3 separate regions of the Mus musculus genome follow, and regions 1 and 3 are each linked to region 2. Evidence: chromatin contacts called from public Hi-C and HiChIP or PLAC-seq data. All regions are on one chromosome and are shown on one strand. Each heading gives the region's core, a stretch centred on a gene start, on an enhancer-like site or on the middle of the called end of the contact. The rest is flanking DNA. Distances are from core to core; before and after follow the strand shown.

The links. Hi-C and Micro-C count contacts between places; a contact is called where the count stands out from the background. HiChIP or PLAC-seq counts read pairs in DNA pulled down with a chosen protein or histone mark.
Region 1: an H3K27ac HiChIP or PLAC-seq map of thymic regulatory T cells shows a contact between it and region 2, with 11 times the contacts expected there. The contact joins the promoter of Lonrf1 here to the promoter of Leprotl1 in region 2. A contact is called at or near these places in 3 of 39 promoter capture datasets (hippocampal neurons, liver and pre-B cells), 2 of 484 Hi-C or Micro-C datasets (the HPC-7 cell line and hematopoietic stem and progenitor cells), 2 of 115 datasets of contacts at active chromatin or transcription factors (regulatory T cells and thymic regulatory T cells) and 2 of 9 other capture datasets (adipose tissue and liver).
Region 3: a Hi-C map of CD8 T cells shows a contact between it and region 2, with 2.7 times the contacts expected there. The contact joins the enhancer-like site here to the promoter of Leprotl1 in region 2. A contact is called at or near these places in 4 of 39 promoter capture datasets (the C10 cell line, hippocampal neurons, liver and 1 more), 2 of 484 Hi-C or Micro-C datasets (CD8 T cells and memory CD8 T cells), 5 of 115 datasets of contacts at active chromatin or transcription factors (T-cell acute lymphoblastic leukemia, large pre-B cells, pro-B cells and 2 more) and 1 of 9 other capture datasets (adipose tissue).

What each region holds. Positions count from the first base shown.
Region 1 is chr8:36,247,053-36,250,669 of GRCm38.p6, forward strand. Lonrf1 (LON peptidase N-terminal domain and ring finger 1) reads right to left here and starts at 2,307. Exons shown (of 12, transcript NM_001081150.2): 1 at 1,515-2,307. The coding sequence starts at 2,202. Gm35712 (a long non-coding RNA gene) reads left to right here and starts at 854. Exons shown (of 4, transcript XR_870368.3): 1 at 854-1,007.
Region 2 is chr8:34,145,266-34,148,623 of GRCm38.p6, forward strand. Leprotl1 (leptin receptor overlapping transcript-like 1) reads right to left here and starts at 1,474. Exons shown (of 4, transcript NM_026609.2): 1 at 1,420-1,474. The coding sequence starts at 1,435.
Region 3 is chr8:36,182,223-36,186,117 of GRCm38.p6, forward strand. No RefSeq gene overlaps it. Among named protein-coding and RNA genes, the nearest start is that of Gm35520, 4.3 kb to the right of the region's middle. Within about 2 kb of position 2,054, at least 188 of the 459 cell types and tissues checked have an H3K27ac peak or open chromatin away from gene starts, as enhancers often do. A contact at or near this core is called in CD8 T cells, T-cell acute lymphoblastic leukemia, memory CD8 T cells and 3 more, where this site is marked.

The DNA of each region.
Region 1 (3,617 bases), core at 1,057-3,556, 2.1 Mb after region 2:
ACCCTAGAATCTCAATACTGGGCACAGAAGGTTGGAAAGTGGAGGGTCTAAGCTGTCCAGACAAGCCACCACCCAAGTGACTGTTGGTAAGTCACCCGTCCAGTCTCTGCTTCCTCATTAAGGTCTGACCGCAGCCTGATACTGGATGACTGGTCAGTTGGCTCCAGCTCCCCCACTCAACTTTATTCACCCAGATATCCAGAGTCACCCCCAGCAGAACTGTGGACTCCAAAGTGTTCTGGGTTTGTCATCTTAGTTTATTACTGCTTGCTCATGAAGCTTCTGGGAGACAATGAAAACATGCCAGAAAGATATTCCTGAAGCTACTGTCACTTGCTCAGGATGACTAAAAGAGTCAAGATAATAATTTCAGTTACAAGATTATAACTTATCTAATACTTAAATCAGTTAAAAATTCCCAATGTCAATGATTTCATATAAGTAATTTCTCGTGGTAGGCAGCAGACATAAAGCATGGCCAACATCAGGTGACCAACTATGTATGATAAAGTTGACATTTGGGCCTGATCAGTCTTTCACATAGGCGGCTGTGAGCCTAGGAATGTTTAGTGACATCCTTGGAAGGGCCACCAGATGTCTGTACTGACAGGACTCCTAAAAGAGGTGGCCATTCGAAGATGTCTCTACGTGCTTTTCTAGATAAGGTCCCCTCCCCAGTCAGTAGAGAACAACCACATTCCAGGATCTAAAGAGGAACTCTCGGGTTTACTAAGTTTACATGGCCCTCTTCCCCCTACCCCCCAGCTTAAAAACCAACTTAAGCTCTAAGCAGGAGACGGGACCAAGCTGCTGTTTCTTGGATATGAAAATATAAACAAAAGACCTACAAAGCTTCCCCTCACAGGTCTACTGTGAGCAAGGCAAACTCCTCACACAGGCTACTTCTCTACCAACACCAGGGGTACAAGGGAGCAGCACAGAGGGCGGAGGAAGCAGGATATGAGACAGGCAGGTGGAGGAGGTTCCAGGAGCAAGAGATCCTGCAGGTAAGAAGAGGTGACCACCTCGGGGGCAGCCGGCCACCAACTCGGAGTTGGGCCGTCGCTGGGCCTCCCGATGCCGGTGCCCGCGCCGGGCTCCCGCCACGCCCACTGAACGTCACCCGTTACACAACGCCCCCCCACCCAGCTTATGCAATTCTGCCCTCCCGCGGCTTCTAATTGCCCCGGTGACTTTAGTGCACGACCAAGGTAGACACGGTATCCCCCGAGCTCCCGCCAAGCCCGGGGATGCTCGCCCCCACCCCGGCTGGGGCTCCCGGCCAGAGTACTGAGGGAAGCCTGCGGCCCCCACCCACCCCGCGCCCAAGCTCCGCGGCCCCAGGTCCCCGCTGGGCGCGCGCACGAGGGAACCTCGCATCCGCGCCCCTCCCCGCGCCGCGTCACTTGCAGCTCCCAGGCGATCCCCACCGTGACCGAAGCACCCCGGGGCGCCGCCCCCTCCCACACTCGTGATCCCCGCTCGCCCGGCCCCACACCGCAGCCCCGCATCACCTGCTCGCAGGGCGTCGCAGGCGGCGGCCAGGGCCTCCCGGTAGCGCCCTTCGTGCAGCAGTTCCCCGAGGCGGCCGGCCGCCCGCGCGCGCTCGCGCTGGCCCGGGAACCACTTCTCCGCCAGGTGGTTGAGCACGACGCTGGTTCGGAAGTCGGCGATGGCGGCGGCCAGGGGCGGCGGCCGCGGGGTCCCCTCCGAGGCGGCGGCGGCGGGTGGCAGGCGGTCCCGGCACAGGCGGCAGCGGGCGCGCAGCTCCCTCCGTAGGCAACGGCGGCAGTAGCTGTGGCCGCACGGCACGGTCACCGGCTCGCTTAGGAAGCCCCGGCAGCTCAGGCAGCTGAGCAGCCCGGCCGCGCCCGCCGCGGGTGCCGCGCTCCAGCGCAGCCCGTGGCGGAGCCGGTAGCTGAACACCAGGCAGTCCACTAGCGACCCGAGGCGCTCGGGCCTGGCCGGGGCCCCGCGGCGCAGCGCAGCCGCGAACGCCTCCAGCGCTCCCTTCAGGTGGCCGCCCAGCGCCAGCAGCTCTCCGCGGCGGAGCAGAAGCTCCCAGCGCCCCGACTCCGCGCCCGCGCGCTCCAACCGCTCGCCGCCGCCGCCCACTTCCCACGGCCCGTTCCGGCTCCGCGGTCCGCCGGACGCCTCCCGATTCCCGCCCGGGGACGCCCTCGCCACGGCCGGAGAAGACATGGCCCGCACAGGGCTGCTCTGCCGCCGCCGCCCGCCGCCACGGTCCGGGAACCTCCGGGGCGCGCGGCTCCGCACGCGGCCGGCGAGCAGGGGGGCGTGGCGCGCGGACATGGCGGGGCGGCGCGCGCCCGGGGAGCCCCTGGGGGCGGGGCCTACAGAGGAGGGGCGAGGCTTAGCGAGGCGGAGCGGGGCGGGCCTTGGCTTCTGCGCCCGGCCTCCCGACATGCGGCCGGCCTCCTAGTTCACCAGAGCTGGCCGGCTGGTCCCGCCCTTTCTGAGCCCCTCCTGGAGAGGGACGTGAGATCAGATGATCCCCAGCGGGGATCTAATTGGCTTCTCTGACGAGGAGGGCTTGGCTCGTGACTGAACAAAGCCCGAAGTCTCCTGGGCGGCCTTCGAGCTGACACCTCTTGTAACCGAGGTCCATCCCCAGGCCTATAACTTGGGCGCTGTGCAGTTCGTATGTGCACCAGCAGTGCTGTGACCCCAAACCTGCAGCACCTGAGTAGGTACTCCGACTCCTCCTGGCCATAGAAAGGAAACTTTGGGTGGGTCTAGATGCCCTGGGTTACGGCCGGCCAGAACAGGCAAAGGGATTGTGAATGCACGGTGTGATTACTTTGAGACTTAAAACTGAAATCTGCCAACTTTATACACACACACATTCCACGTCCAGAGACCACTTCCTTTGGTTAGTGCTGACTTGTGATAAAGTTTATTAAGAGTTCAAACGAAGAAATGAACTGTCCAAAAGAAGCCCGATACTTTGTGAGTGACCTTTAAATTTTAATTTAAAAAGTGCAATACACCAACCCCCCCCATTAAACTATTAAATAAACAAAGCACACCTTAGAGAGTGAAAGTCTCCAGGTTCCTCAGATGGGCTCCACAACCTTCATACACACGAACCCACAGTTGCTTAAAGGTTTTTAAATGAGAATATAGAAGAAAAACATTTTCCCTGTGGCAGAAACCAGATCACTACAATGCAAGCATTCCGCAGCTTTGTCGACTGAAGACAGTTTGGCTCGTATGTAATGGATTCTAGTTCCTTTAAATGTGACAGCATCCAGTTTAATATTCTCAATGGAAATATTTATAGGTTTGATTACAGAGTACTGGGTGGAAAATGTAGGAAGAGATTTAAGGCTTTTGGTTCTTTTTCAAATACTTGGTAACAGGAAAGGAAATATATTTGTCTGAAATCATACAGTCAGTATTACAAAGAGATTTTAAGATCTTCTCACGGTGATAATATCGTATATAATGTTTAATCAACAGTTATCTTTCTTCAATTTTTTTTACACGAGGTCTGCAAACACACGAGATCCTGCTTACACAGAACAGGTGACAAAGGTTTGAAAGCGTCTTTCTGCTACACAATAAGCAAACCTCAGAAAAGAAAGAGGGCACAG
Region 2 (3,358 bases), core at 224-2,723:
GCTAGGTGGCTTATTTTATATCAACGGTGTCTTAAGTGACACACCAGTAAGGTAAGGATTCATACAGTAATTGACTGATGCAACACTCGGAAAATGAAACAGAGAGGAGTGTGGTTTCTACTTCCAAAGCCTCTGGGCCAGGGATGGAACAGCCCAATTACCTAGCAAAAATTCTCTAAAGATGGACTACAAAGACAGAGGTGAAGGGGTCAAGTTCCCCGGCCTGGGAGTTAGCAGAAAATATAATGTATCACAGAGTAGCAGGCAACTGGCTCAAGAAATATGTAATGGTCTTTACAGCAATACTCCTTACTTAAGGGCAATCTAAAGGCCAACAGGAAGAAATATCTTGATAAGCAACCTGTAACTTTAAAAGGCACTGAAATCTTTAAAAAGTAAAATTACCCCCCCCCCCAGTCACTGTCACCAGGATTAACATTATCCAGATTTGGAGAACCATAAAAACTGTTTTCTTTTTTTAAAGAGTCCCTCATTAATGACACCGCAGGTGGGTAGAGAAACGCAGGCAACATCCTAAAAAGAACAGCACTTTACAGTAACTTCCATCCACGTTAGAACTTGAAAGGGTCTATTATAGCTCAAAAAGAGATCCGAAAGTGTCCTAGTTGCTCAGATGACAAGGTTCTATACGAGAAATAACATCTTTTTTTTTTTTAGGCACCGAAAATAAACAAGACACCAGAAAAAACGTGAACCAGGGAAAAAGCTCAGCCAAAGTCGCCCTTACCAGCGAGGTGGAAGCACCACTATCCAACTGTTTTTACTTCCAACTAGGTTATCTCTTCTACAAAGCAGGTCAGGAAATCAAAGTGATCCGCTGATAAGTAAATACAAAACTTTGCTTCTAACCCCAGGGGCAAGACTACTACTGAGCCAAGTTCCCTGTCTTCAAAGAATGCAACATCCCGTTCTCTCTGAAGAAAACACACCAATAGACAAGTAACCTTTCATCAAGGTGTTCGTTACCTTTCTTCTTAAAAAAAAAAAAAAATCACAACTACAAAGTGTCAACGTGCACTTGTGGGGGAAAGGAAGCCAGGAGCACTCTGGGTTAGCATCCGGGCTCTACTGCACCTTAAAAACACCAAAGATGCATTCGATTTAAGAGGCAGGGAAAGCCTGTGCACCGCGATCCCGGGAGCGGATGCAGAGCCCGGGTTTGGGAGACGGGCGCGTTCGTGCCTCGGGTGGGAAACCACACTGGTTTGCCGTGCCGGGCATTCCTCCCGATCGCAGCCCTCAATGTCTCTGGGTGCAAACTCGCGCAGACCGCGTCGGTGGCCGGGTTGCCCCGTTCTGGTCCAGGGGCGGAGCGCCACCGCCGGAGGAGCCCGGCTGGGTCGTCCCCACGCCGCCCCGCCCCATCCCTACGGCCCCGGCCCCGCGGCCCAGGCCCACCTTTGATGCCCGCCATGGCGGTGACGTCGCTCCTGGCTCCACGACCCGGGCGGTGGCCGGGAGACCCGAGACGCGCGGCGGCGGCGGCGGCCAGACAACACCCGGAAGTGCACCCCGCTGCACTTCCGCCGGCGGCTCGCGCGGGGGCGTGGGGGCGCGCGAGGCCGGGCCGGGCCGGGCCGGCGTCCTTCCTTCCGCGGCTGAGGGGGGCCAGCTGGGGACGTGCGGGGCAGCTCCGGCCCGGAGTCCCCGCGGTCTCGAGAAGAGAGCGTGCGGAGCTCGTGAAGATGCGGGCGATGTCTTTGCGGGATCGCCTCACTTTCTGCCCCGCGAGCCCATTTCTCCTCCCACCACCCAGTCTGTGACACGTGAGATGGGTGGTCTCTGCTTCTCTCCTTGGGTTCCTAACACAGATCCCATGAGGTCCCCTCCACCCCCGCAGGGAGTCAACGAGTCATAATGTGAACATAAAGATGCTTCCTCTTGGGAGTCGGAGAGCTTTTCAGTCTTGGTGACAAAAAGGATGGGGAAGTGGGGGGGGGGGCGCCCCGCAGAGATCCTATATATTTATGTAAGCTTCCCACATAGCATATGCTGGGGAACCGGGTAGGCGTTGGGATGAACAAAACCAGGTGTAGTTTCTGCCCTCGGGTTGTTTGCAGACTAGAAAGAGAAAATACTCAAAAGAGAACAAAAGTGCGACGAAGATAATGGATAGCAAGAGGGATCCATCTGCACTCCAAAATATACCACTGGGGCGGCGGAAAGATGACTGTAGCTGAAATCAATTTTAAAAAAGAGAGAGACATAGAAGGGGAATTGGCTGCGCTCCTTTTCTGTACAAAATCAGACCGATTTAAGTTTCTCCTTGTAAAGGTAGCCGGAACTTCCTTTCCTGTGTTACATGAGAAGATATTTGCAACACAAAATTTCCCATGTGTAAATATTTTCATTTCTGAGGAAGAGACAGATGTCTCTGTAAGCAGCCGCAATTGGAGTTTGTAGAAATGTTACAGAAATAGCCTTTATCTCCCTTAGTTTTCCCCTGAAAGCCCAAATTTCTTCCATTTAGTTGCTTTCCCACAGCGTATTGCCTTTTGTTAAAATGCCTTATGGGCTCCCAGACCTAGCCGGTTGTGTTTTCCTTTATTCGGAACCTTGCTAAGCCTGTAAAATACAGCCTGTAAAATACACTCTCCCCTTTAATAGGCCTTACAGCTGCTAATATGTAGGTCTCCTCTGTTGAATCTAAGAAGGCAGAGACAACCTCTATCCTAGAAATATCTAGGAAATAGAAGACATGGGAAATAGTCCTTTGGTTTGATCTGACAGGACTCTTTTAATGGAAAGACAAAGTTGGGTTGTTTGTGTGTGTGTGTGTGTGTGTTGGGGGGCAGATGGAACATGCTCTTTGCTAATAAATGGAACGGGAATTTGGAAAGCTGGAGAGAGGAGAAGCCAATGGGTTGGTCACGGTTGTAGGCCCTATCCGAGAAGTTTTGGAATCTGTACCTACACAGACTGAAAGGGAGTCGCCCTATAAGTTTATTGGGTGAGAACTGAAACTGGAAGCCAGGAGGACATGGACATACTAAGATCATAACAGGGAAAGCAGGCCTGGGAATTCATGGGACAGGAAAGACTATGAAGACAGTGTATCTCTTGTCTGAACCCCATAAAGCTTGGATATTTAACAGTGAGATGGCCTGGCTCTATTCCAACCTATCATAGGATTCCTGGGATGTGTGTCAAAGACCAAGGAGCCCCAATGAGGACCCAGCCCACTCCACTGTCTGCCGCTCCACCTCTTCATCTGTTGAGAACTGGATCTGATTCTCTATTTCCTGCTCTGGGTCCCAATTGCCTTGTTCACATTGTAGCTAATCTCAGCAGCTTCTTTCTCAAGCCCGACTTCCACTGGCACTGGCCTGGCTCATTG
Region 3 (3,895 bases), core at 804-3,303, 2.0 Mb after region 2:
GAACCTGAGCATGGTGAGAATCCCACCTGAGAACCTGTCACAGCGCTGTTCCTCCTCGGTGACAAGCTTAGTTTGAACGAAGAAAGATCTTGCCTGGAAGAAAAGGCAAGGCGTGGCTCTCTCTGTGCTACTCATGGTTGTGGTGGGACTAGGGGAAAGTAGAAGAGATTCTGCGAAATGTTCTAACCACAAGGGTATCAAAAATAGAATGTTTGCTGTATGTGTGACTTGAAAACCACAGGTTGAAATTTGACGCTCTTAGCTGATAGGTTCCTTTGGGTGGTCTCGTTCCCAGGTTACTTGGAGATTGATCAGCCTCTAAATCCAACTTCCCTCCCAGGTAAGAAGGAAGACATAGGCCACTGAGCGGAAGATCCAGCAGAACCATGGCGGTAGCGTGTTGTACAGAGAGGTGGTAGATATTGGAGTTATGCCTAATCCATTTAAAGGGAAAGTACAGTGGTTTGGGAGGATGGCAGCGAAGGGGAGGCTATGAGTGCTGGCTGGATTGATTTAAGGAAGAGCCAAGTGAGAGCCCAGTGTGGTGTTGCATGCCTTTACAGTGAAAGGCAGGCTGACCTCTGTGGGCTTGATCTACACCGGGAGTTCGAGGTCAGCCAGGTCTACAGAGAAAGACAGAGAGAGGGAGAGAGAGAGAGAGAGGGGGAGAGAGAGAGAGAGAGAGGGAGAGAGAGAGAGAGAGACACAGACTCAGTGACTGGATATGTATTCTGTGAAGACAGAGTTGTTGGGAGTATACTGATGGTAACACAGAGAACCATGGAGACATCCCTGTCCCTGAGAAATATGGGGAACAGAGAAAAATCAGTCTAACAGTCTCGATATACTTGAAGGAATCCTGGCACATTGGAGTAGGAGAGGAACCTCTGAGTCCAGGGCTCTGCACATCTTGATTGATGGACAAAGCCTGCCCTTCCCATGATGCTTCCCTAGCTTAGCCCCACCTCCATACAAGAGTGAGGTCCTGCAGCCTCAGGGACACCTCTGGAGAACTTGGTTCTAGTTAAAGACAGCTAACTATCTTATATTGAGCGTGGAATGCCACTTCAGTCCTGGTCAGATAATTTCTTCTGTTAAACGAGAACATTTAGACCTGTACATGTTAGGTGATATTTAGAGCTTCTTCATCTTCAAATATCTGGAAGCTAAATTGCAAATTAAAAATACAGCCTTGGTCACTTAAATGATTTTGTACCAGAGTTTGAAGCTAGGGCATTACACATGCCAAGTAAATATTCTACCACCGATCTATACCTCCAAACCCATGTTAATCTTTTATTTTGAGGCAGTCTTGTTTGATATGAGTTCACTCTGTAGCCCAGGCAGGCCTTGACCTTGTGATCCTTCCTGCCTCTTGATCTCAAGATGTGTGATGACAGTTCTGTGGCACCAGGTCCAGGTAGAACGTTTTGAAAAGAAAATAGCTTTTGAGTTGTAACATTGTTAGGAAAAATGTTTAAAGTGGGGGGGGGGAGAGGAGGAAAGGGGAAGAGGGAGGGGGAAATGAGGAAGAGGGGGAGAGGGAGGGAGGGAGGGAGAGAGAGAGAAATATGGGGAGGAGGGAGGAAAGGGGAAGAGGGGGAGAGGGAGGGGGAAATGGGGAAGAAGGGGAGAGGGAGGGAGAGAAGAGAGAAGGGAGGGAGGGAGAAAGAGAGAGAGGGGGAGGGAGGAGAGAGGGGGGAGGGAGGGAGAGGGGGAGAGGGAGGGGGAGAGAGAGAGAGAGAGAGAGAGAGAGGCGCGGGTGGTGAGGTGTGTTCACTGTTTAGCCTTGACTGTCCTGTAACTCACTAGTAGACCAGACTGGCTTTGAACTAGGAGATCCACCTGCCTCTGCCTCCTGCCCACATGCTGGAATTAAATATGGGTGCCTCCATGCCCTGCCTTTGCCTGGACTTTTAAATATCTTAATCTCCATCACACACGGGATACACCACATTTCCTTTTCAACCCTGGCAGCAGTCTTTCTCACACTCCCTCGCATACTTGAGTCACCTGTGGGGGTTACAGAGCAGCTCTGACTCAGCAGACCAGGGCAGGGCTGGAGAGTCTCTGGCCCCACCAGGCAGAGTACGCATGCACCAGTCTGCGCCCACGCTCCTGCAGCCTGCTCGCTCTGCAGTGTCAGTAGACCTCTGGTGGCCACATTCGAAATGTGCATTGTTACACTCGATTTTTTTTTCTTTTTTCTTCTGAAAATATTAAATGCTATGTCTCCCCAAAGCCAGCAACTCTACCAGTCTTGTTATTGGCAAAGCAAACAGGGTTTGTTGATTTGAACTCTAACTACCACAGTATTGAAACAGCCAATGTAACATTAGTTTGGACTCTTGATTTAGGTTTTGGTGTCACTCCAGAGAGGCCACATAGCCAGTTAGTGATCATCAAAGAAGGGGCACGCTTAGTCTACATAAATATTAAAGTGAATGTACTTTCTATAAAAGAATACAGGAAAGCAGTCCAGTAGAAGGCTTTATGTGGAGTAATGAATGACTTAAAAGGGCCTTCTTTATTAGTATTGAAAAAGAAAACCTCAGTCTTTTAATTTGACTCACCTTCTCCTGCCAGGGGTTGCCTTAAGTTGTATTTCTTATTAGGTGTTCTCTAATTTAGCCCTTCTATGAAGCAGACTAACCTGCTCTTTAATTAGAAAAATCGAGAGCAGTTTTATAGTAATTTTAAATTTCTGGGTTTTTTTTTTTTTTGGCTAATTTCCATCTATGCTACTGAAACAGAAAACAGAAACGCTGTCCACAGTTCAGATGAGATGTGTCTATCAGCATCCGAGAGACTCCGTTTTAAGAAACACTGCATTTTTTTCCTGTTTTTCTTCTAGCTGCAAACATTTTTTTTTTAATTTCGAATGTCAATAGACATATTTCCTGGTCCTGCCATGTACTTAGATAAATGTTCCAGAAGCCAACTCAGTTTTTTTTTTCCCAAATAACCAGAAAATGACTATCACTCTAGAGTGGGAACATCTGGCCCAAGAATGTTCACGATCTCTTAGCCCCAGGGCAATCCAACTGAAAACTTGTAAATTAACATCAATCTTAACTTGACTTTGATGGAAACTTCTCGTTTTATGCTTGAGCCGACTCAGCAGAACACAGTCCCCTGCAGATGCCGGGCATCAGTGCATTTGCTCATAGAAACTTCCTTGAGTGGAGAAATGTCCAGTGCTCTTGCGTAGGGCACATCAAGTGAGATCCCAGGGTGCTTTGCGATTTTTGCTGACTTTTCATAATCTTAGTAAAGTGTGTTGCTAAGGTTTCAAAGACGGGTGCTAAAATGAGTTTTCTTTTTTAAATTAATTTATTGATTTGTTTATTTACATTCCACACACTGCCCTTCTCCCAGCCCCCCAGAGTCCCTCCCTCTATCCCACCTCCCCTTTGCCTCTGAGATGGTGCCCCCCCCCATATCTCCCTACTCTGATGCATCAAATCCCTGCAGGATTAGGCACATCCTCTCCCATGAGGCCAGACAAGGCAGCCCTCTGCTACGTATGTGCCTGGGGCTTTGGTCCAGCCAGCCCTTGTATGCTCTTTGGTGGATGGCTCAGTTAGAAGTTTTATATGCTTATTTAAAACTCCTTTTCAGCCTTATAAAATAACCTGGCACTTATGAGAACTGTCTGTACAGTCCAATTCAAATGTTTCTGGTTGGAATTACAGTAGGAAAGGTTTTTCTTAGCACAGGTTTAATGAGATACATAATAAATGGTTAGGTATAGCTATTTCTACATCCATAGAGTCTATAAAGTCACACATGCCTTTATATGAATCTGTGAATCAGGGATCTGCCTGTGGTCGGTGGATTTAACCAGACTTTACCTGGGAAGAAACCCTGAAGCCACTAGTTTATCCACACTAAG